Regions from separate parts of the Sus scrofa genome. Here region 1 is linked to region 2. Evidence: chromatin contacts called from public HiChIP or PLAC-seq data. All regions are on one chromosome and are shown on one strand. Each heading gives the region's core, a stretch centred on a gene start, on an enhancer-like site or on the middle of the called end of the contact. The rest is flanking DNA. Distances are from core to core; before and after follow the strand shown. Region 1 overlaps HECW2 (HECT, C2 and WW domain containing E3 ubiquitin protein ligase 2). Region 2 has its middle 31 kb from the start of SLC39A10.

The links. HiChIP or PLAC-seq counts read pairs in DNA pulled down with a chosen protein or histone mark.
Region 1: an H3K27ac HiChIP or PLAC-seq map of alveolar macrophages shows a contact between it and region 2. The contact joins two enhancer-like sites. A contact is called at or near these places in 1 of 47 Hi-C or Micro-C datasets (embryonic fibroblasts) and 1 of 2 datasets of contacts at active chromatin or transcription factors (alveolar macrophages).

Annotation. Positions count from the first base shown.
Region 1 is chr15:100,152,693-100,156,410 of Sscrofa11.1, reverse strand. The region is part of intron 16 of HECW2 (HECT, C2 and WW domain containing E3 ubiquitin protein ligase 2); the gene reads left to right. Among named protein-coding and RNA genes, the nearest start is that of STK17B, 88 kb to the right of the region's middle. Within about 2 kb of position 1,485, at least 23 of the 83 cell types and tissues checked have an H3K27ac peak or open chromatin away from gene starts, as enhancers often do. A contact at or near this core is called in alveolar macrophages, where this site is marked.
Region 2 is chr15:99,551,535-99,555,346 of Sscrofa11.1, reverse strand. No RefSeq gene overlaps it. Among named protein-coding and RNA genes, the nearest start is that of SLC39A10, 31 kb to the left of the region's middle. Within about 2 kb of position 2,001, at least 23 of the 83 cell types and tissues checked have an H3K27ac peak or open chromatin away from gene starts, as enhancers often do. A contact at or near this core is called in alveolar macrophages, where this site is marked.

The DNA of each region.
Region 1 (3,718 bases), core at 236-2,735, 600 kb before region 2:
ATTTTCTTATATCACTGTTTAAAAAAACACTGCCTTATCCTTTCTAATGTCTTACATAGTAGGCAATTTGCGTGTTTTTTTTGTTTTTTAATATGTATATTTAATATAAAATAAAAATGTATGCATATATAATGTAGTTTCAATTCCTGAATGTATTTTCAATTAGAGCACTTGTTATTAAATACATAATAAATTATTATAATTCATAAGAAAATAGAAACCTCATTATACTTCCTAGTAAATCATAGATAATGATTTTTCAGAATAACGATGGACTTAGGGTGCAGGCTATTATAATGCCTTAGATAAGGTGTCTTATAATCAGATATATTTGTGTATAATAACTAAACTCCTGTTTTAGAGTTCAAAATGGTTTTTCTTTATGTAGAATTTGGCTTCATTGAGAAAAGTGTTTCTCATCATCCATTGAGTTATGAGAATTGTAAACCCTTCATTTGTATTATCTCTTTGGTACTCACGGCATTATTTCAGTTTTACTGGGAGGCCAGGGTCTTATCTATTGTACGTAGAAGTACTCTACAGGTATTTGTGGAATTAACCTAGATAAACAGCATGGTTAAAACAGCTTGCCAACAGCAGAAACAGAAAAAGGAGTAAATGGCCAGGCATCTAATTTGGTTCTATTTTCAGTAGATCATACTGTATATTGAAAAAGAAGTAAACAATTATGAGGCCTATCTAACAATATACTCAATATTTTAAAATTATTGAGTTCTACCATATAATAATCTGTGCTAACTATTTTATTTTTATGCATTCACTGAATCCTTTCCACCAACCTATGAGGCAGATACTACAACTACACTTATTTCAAGACGAGGAAACAAGCAACAAGAGAGTCAAATAATTCTCTGAATCCTTAGCACAGAGCTGGTTTATATCCATTTATAACAAATACTACCTCTAAATATAGGGCTAATTGATGTCACTTTTATGTGTCCATAAGAGTCATGAGACAATTTCCAAACCTAACCTATAAAATGGGAAGTACACAGAAAACTTGATCTTTCTACTGCTTGGCTCTATCCTCCAAGTCAGACCAGGCCCTGTGACTGTAATCAAAAGTATGAATGATCAGTGCTGATTTTCCTTTCTTAACATTACACCAGCAGAGAAGTCCTGGGGATTTCTCTAAAATTGCCCTGAGGCAGTTTTTTTTTTAAAATTTTAACAACGTATGTATTTTTGAAGGTTTACTAAACTGTGTCTACAGGAACTATGTGTATGCAGAGTCTGCAATCCAGAAAGAGTTGTGGTTTAAAGGCATTGCTGCTTCTCATTGTTTTTGATCACGTGCCCAACTTTAACTTCACAAAAATGTTGGTTGGTTTCAGTGAGGGTATTTTCTGTGGGAATTCCGGTCTTGAGACTCTGTTCCTTGTCCTCAAATGATCTTCTGCCTGAGTTGATCTTCTGGGGTGATTCTGTGCTTTGGAGGAAGTGGTTATCGAGGACTGAATATGATGGGCATCTGAGAGACAGCAGCAGCCAGACTTTTTCCTGAGGTTGTCACTCTGTATACAGTTTAACATCTGTATATATCTCTTAGTTGCATCAGTTGTGTTTTCTTATTAAGAGGTTGCCTTTGCCTGTCTTTGCACTTCCCTCATTGGGTTCTGTTTTAGTAAATAATCTAATGTAAGTTTCCTGAATCTCTTTTCTCCATCACAGCAAAAAAAAAAAAAAAAAAAAAAAAAAAAATGCTAACAAGATAAGTTTATTCCAGACATTGCGGAGATGTAGGGAAATTTGTTAGGAGCCAAATCTATTTTGGTACCAACTGATCATGCGCCTGGTTTGATTTTACTGAGTACTTCTTGTATTCACAGCATAGTGCTAGGTACTTGGAGGCACAAAGATAACGGAGAGAGAGCTTTGCCCTCCAGAATCTCATGTTTCAAAAGCAGCGGAAGTTGTAATTGAATGCGGTGTGAGAAGATGCAGTGGAGGAAATGCTGAAATGTGTTTTAAAGGGCACAGTAAGAAACATCCATGCACAGACGGTCAAATGATAAAATGTTACTTGAATATGATCTTAATCCTCATTCTGAATCATTAAAATCAAATAGAATTTGTTCACAAGGTGAAGGCAGTAAAGAAAGAAATTATAGGACTGACAGAGATTCCTTCTAACTCTGTAAATTTATAAAATAAACTTGAATCAATGTGTTAATGTAACTTTCAAATATCCCTCTGATCAGAGTTGTATGAATCTTCAACAGTACTTGTCAAACTTGTTATGTTTATTTCAGACACTGAGTGGACTCATGGAAATTTGTTAGGCACCAAATCTGTTATTTTTGTATCCTAAAAGGAAAAGGGACATTACAGCGCTGCAGTGGTGATCTTAACCACTTTCATTTTAATGTAAACATAAATGTGTACAGACATAAAATATGCATAAACTTCTTATCCTTACAGTTTTTATAAGCTACAAAACCAAAAGACTTATAAATTAAGAACTTTAAAAAAATTCAAATTAATAATATTGTGAGAAAATTTTGTTTTTCAGAAGCCAGATGACCTGAGTTGAGACCAATGTCAGTGGAAAGATACATTTGTGCTTTCATTTCACTTGTGTTTGACTTGTTGCTTTTGATTGATTGATTTTGTTGCCTCTGCGGTGTTATCACGGTCATCATTTTCCCTTCTTAGCAAATAGCTTATTTTTATCTACTGTTTTGTCGTTGTGATGAGCCAGTTCATTCAGTAGTGGACCCTCAAGTACTATATGAAGAAAACTATATCACCAAATGTACCTATGATGATTCTACCGCCCTCCTCTAATTATAAACTATTGTAAAACTTTTGCTCTTAGAATATGCTTTACTTAACATAAATGCAGTGTTCACTTTTTAAGTCCACTTACTTCGTTTTCTCTTTAGCCTGTGGCAATTTATATATACATTACTTTGCCTCATTTCATAAGCATCATTTAATTTGCAAATTAATACTGCAGGAGAAAAGTTTTGTCTGGGTCAAAGCATTGCATGCGGGTGGCAGACAGGAACTGTTAATCATATTTAACATCAAGGCCCTGCTCATCAACACATTGAAAGTTCACCTCTCATCACTTGGCAACAAGTAGTTCTTGTAAATGCAAACATGGGAGCTGAAGTCACTAAGCTGTGTTCAGTCATAAATGTCATCTGGATTATCCAAAATATGCTTACCTCATTTTAGCAGTTTTGATCAGCAAAGTGAAAGCACAACATTTAATAATGCTCCCAGAACTCGAGATTATGTCTGTAGATTTCTAGTAGGCAATGAAGCCGGTTTAAGAAATACTGGAGTAGGAACTCAGTGGTAACAGACCCGGCTTAGTATCCATGAGGATGCAAGTTTGGTCCCTGGCCCTGCTCAGTGAGTGTAGGATCCAGCGTTGCCCATCTGGAGCATGTCTCAGGCATGGCTCTAATCTGGCATTGTTGTCACTGTGGTGTAGGGCGGCAGGTGTGGCTCTGATTTCACCCCTAGCCTGGGAACTTCCATATGCCATGGGTGTGGCCCTAAAAAGACAAAACAACAACAAACTGGACTGTAGAATATTGGACAAATACATGATAACCAAGAAATACTTCCCCCATTTTTCCCCTGAGAATAGATTGGTGATGTTTCTGAGGGTATCCACTGACTTCTCTCTCTCTTCCTCAGCCTTAATATGCTCTTGACAGTGAGTAAACCAATGCCTTCTTTG
Region 2 (3,812 bases), core at 752-3,251:
AGGGATTGAACTTGCATCACAGCTGTGACCTGAGCCACTGCAGTGACAACACTGGATTCTTAACCCACTTAGCCACCAGGGAACTCCTGAACTATACTTTCGGATATAAACTCCCTGAAGCAGGAAACTTTCCTAAATATATTTGTACTGAATAACTGCCAGACACCCAAAGATCACCATAGTTTCTGAGAGGCAGCTTAGAATGATGGCTCACCAAGTTTTTTTTTTTTTTTTTTTTTGCCATTTCTTGGGCCGCTCCTGCGGCATATGGAGGTTCCCAGGCTAGGGGTCGAATCGGAGCTGTAGCTGCCAGCCTATGCCAGAGCCAGAGCAACGCGGGATCCGAGCCGCGTCTGCAACCTACACCACAGCTCATGGCAACACCAGATCCTTAACCCACTGAGCAAGGGCTGGGATTGAACCCACAACCTCATGGTTCCTAGTCGGATTCATTAACCACTGCGCCATGACGGGAACTCCAACCAAGTGGTTTTTGAAGTTGGATTCCTGCTCTGCCACTCACTGGATGCGTAAACTGATTAACCTCACAGAGGTTCAGTGTTCTCATCTGTAAAATGGGACTCACAGTTACCTCACTACGTTGGTATAAAGATTACAGGAGATGATACAAGTCAATACCCGACACAGGGCTGAGGAGACATTCATTAAGCCCAAGCAATATAGGTGGAGCCAGGACAGAGAGGAGGATGATAACTGTCAATAAATTAGGGTAGAAAGATGAGAAAATGAGGTTCAGTGAACTTAAGTAGCTTATCTCAGGCACACAGCTAGGAAGCGGTGGAACCAGTGCCAGACCTCATGGTTTTAGACTCCTAAGTCAGTCCAGTGCTGTCTCCATAATGAGTTGTTAAAGATAGATGGAGGTGGGCCAAACTTGACCTTGGAATATGGGGTAATCTCCCTGCTTCCCACCTCCCAGTATTTCAGGTTAAGTGGTATGTGCCATATTTAATCAAGGGACTGCTTACAGTTTTTGTTGTCAGTAAAATGGAACTGTGATATTTCTGCAAGTTTCTATAGCATCCAAGGCTCAGGCACCATCAAGAACTTCCATTTTTACACTACAGCCGACATTCAGTTTTCAAACAGCAGAAACCTCTTACAGAGGTCCCTGATAGCAGTCATTATATGCTCTTAGCTAAGAGCTGAGAATTGACAGAGGCTGACCTTTTGATCCTCATTGGATATGGCCAAAAAGCTATTTTTTAAGACTAAAAAAAAAAAAAAAAAAAAAGTTAACTCCCATTGAACCAAACATAGTAGATGATTTATAGACTTATTTGTATCATTACCACATCCCAGAGAATACAGTATATTATCTCTGCTTTATGATTTTTTTTCCCCAAGGTTATACACCATGTAAGGGAGTTAGGATTTGAATGGTGACTTCAAAGAAGAGTCTTCTAAGCTCCTCTTTGAGTATACCACACTGCCCTGCTCACAGATAACAAACTAACAAGCAGATATTTCATTCCATTTAAAACCCAACTAAAAATTTATTTGTTGAGATGTTACTCTGTCCAGCCCTGTGTGATAGCATCTTAAAACCTTGCTATGAAGTCTCAAAATCTTTACTTTTTAGATTGTGCTATTTTTGGGCAAGTTATAATTTAGGTTACTCAAAGTCACTGCGTGATATATCTACTAGACAATAATTATTTTGTGGAGGTGGGAGAGGGAAAGATTAAAAAAAAAATTCATGCCAAAGAAAGACCTTCATTGGCTCTTTAGAAATAGTATGAAAAAGAACATGAGATGGCATGTATTTTATTGGGATAACACACTTAGGGTGTAACATCAAATTCTGAGCAAGAACCAGATAGTGTAACTTTTAGACATTCTTGTGTCACCATGAAGTAATTTAGGGCTGGAGCAGGGGTGGCAAAATACAGCCTGCAGGCTAGATTAAGCCCACAAGGATATCTAGCCTGCACTCAGCTCCTACTGAGAACAAGCACCAACACCCAGCTGTGGGTGGATGCTGACTCATCGACTCAGCGGGTGCTCAGAGCCCCACCAGTGCCAGCTAGCTACAAAGAGATGGGAGAGGGCAGTGTGAATCTGGCCTCCAAGGCCCCTTCTGACTAGTAGCCTCCACGACTTGATGATGGAGCCCCGCCTACAACAGACCCTAGACTGGCCAGGCTCACTTGTGGAGACAGGCATGTGAAGTTGGTAGGTGGCAGCAGCAGAGGGGAGAGTAGCAGAGCTGCTGCAGAGAATGCTTGCCCTGCTTTTGCAAAACTTCAGTTCCCCTAGAATAACCTTTCAGTGTGTCTGTGAGGAATTCTTGTGTGCTTGGCACCAGTGTATGCAGGCTGGCTGCCACCCCTCTCAGGAATCTGCTGCTAGTCATTCACCAGGAACCACCAGCTCCATCAGAGCTGAATCAGGAGCCCACAGATGCCACAGCTGCACCTTGCTTTGCTGCATAATGGGGAAAAACGGTGTTCTTCCATTTTGTGTTACACTTTGTTTTTGCACATGCGCTCTTCAACCCCCTCCCCCACCCCAGCCATGCCTCAGACACAACACCTTGGGGGTCAGCCCTAAGACAAAGCAGAGCAATCAACATGATACTGGACTCAGAAACATTGCTTTTGCTGAAGGCCAAAGCTTTCCTGTTCTGTTAGGGCTGAGCCTTTTCCTAAGGGACTCAGAGTCCCTCATGCAGAAAGGTCTCTGGAGGACCAAGCTACCATCTTGCCAGATATATCCATGTCTGGATGAACCCTAGTAGTGGGCACAGTCTAGGTCACTAATCCCATTTATGAGGGCTAGACCCCATGAGTGAATCACCTCCAAAAGGCCCCACCTCCTCATACCATCACATTGGGGGTTAGAATTTCAACATGTATATTTTTTGGGGGTGTGGACACAAACATTCAGTCTATAGCAACAAATTATTAATGAAATTGTTAAAATCCATCTGTTACTGTCCCTGAGTCAATCCAATGTAAACAATTAGAATGCTAAGATTTTGCCTTATAATCACGGAAAATTATTTTTAAAAAACCCCAAGACTGCATATGACATAACATGAGGTGAACAAATGCAAAGGAAAATAAAATATGACACAGATTATATGGGAAAAGTAGTTGAAAGGATGGAAAATATTAAAGGAACTAATTTTTAACTCATTTTAGGCTTAAGAGGGATTACAGTTTTACAAAAGGGTCAAGCATGATGCACTTGCATTCTGTAAATAAAATTAACTTTAAATTTAAAAAATCAATATGGACAATAGAAAACTTTGACATATTAAACTATAGAAGAAAACTAACAGTAATATAGATTGGAGAAGACTATGTACTTAATTGTATCAGTCTCTTTTAACTTTCATTTTCAAGGTTATCACCCTTCAGTGAAGATAAACACTACTAAAAGCTTGTCAGCTCTTTTTGAGACAGGAAAAAGAATTCATTTTTCTGCCTGTCTCAAGGAGATAGATGTGGACATTGGTGTCCTTCTACAAAGCAGTCGATGAGTCTAAACAAGATGAAGTGGCAGCATGTTGACAGAGTATATTCAGAGGTGACAAGCAGTCTTGCAGACAGTGATGTTTTCTTCATTATTCTGTAGACAAGACTTTAGAGAGCTCTTACAATAGGAAAAGGGAAAAAAGTGCCATGCCAAGGTTGGAAGTTAGAGATGTACTGTGCCTTGAAGAGGGCCAGACAATGGATGTTTCTTTTGCTTGAAGGACAAGAAGCACTTTAAAAAATTTATTTATTTTTTATTTTTTGCTTTTTAGGGCTGCACCCCTGGCATATGGAAGTTCCCAGGCTGAG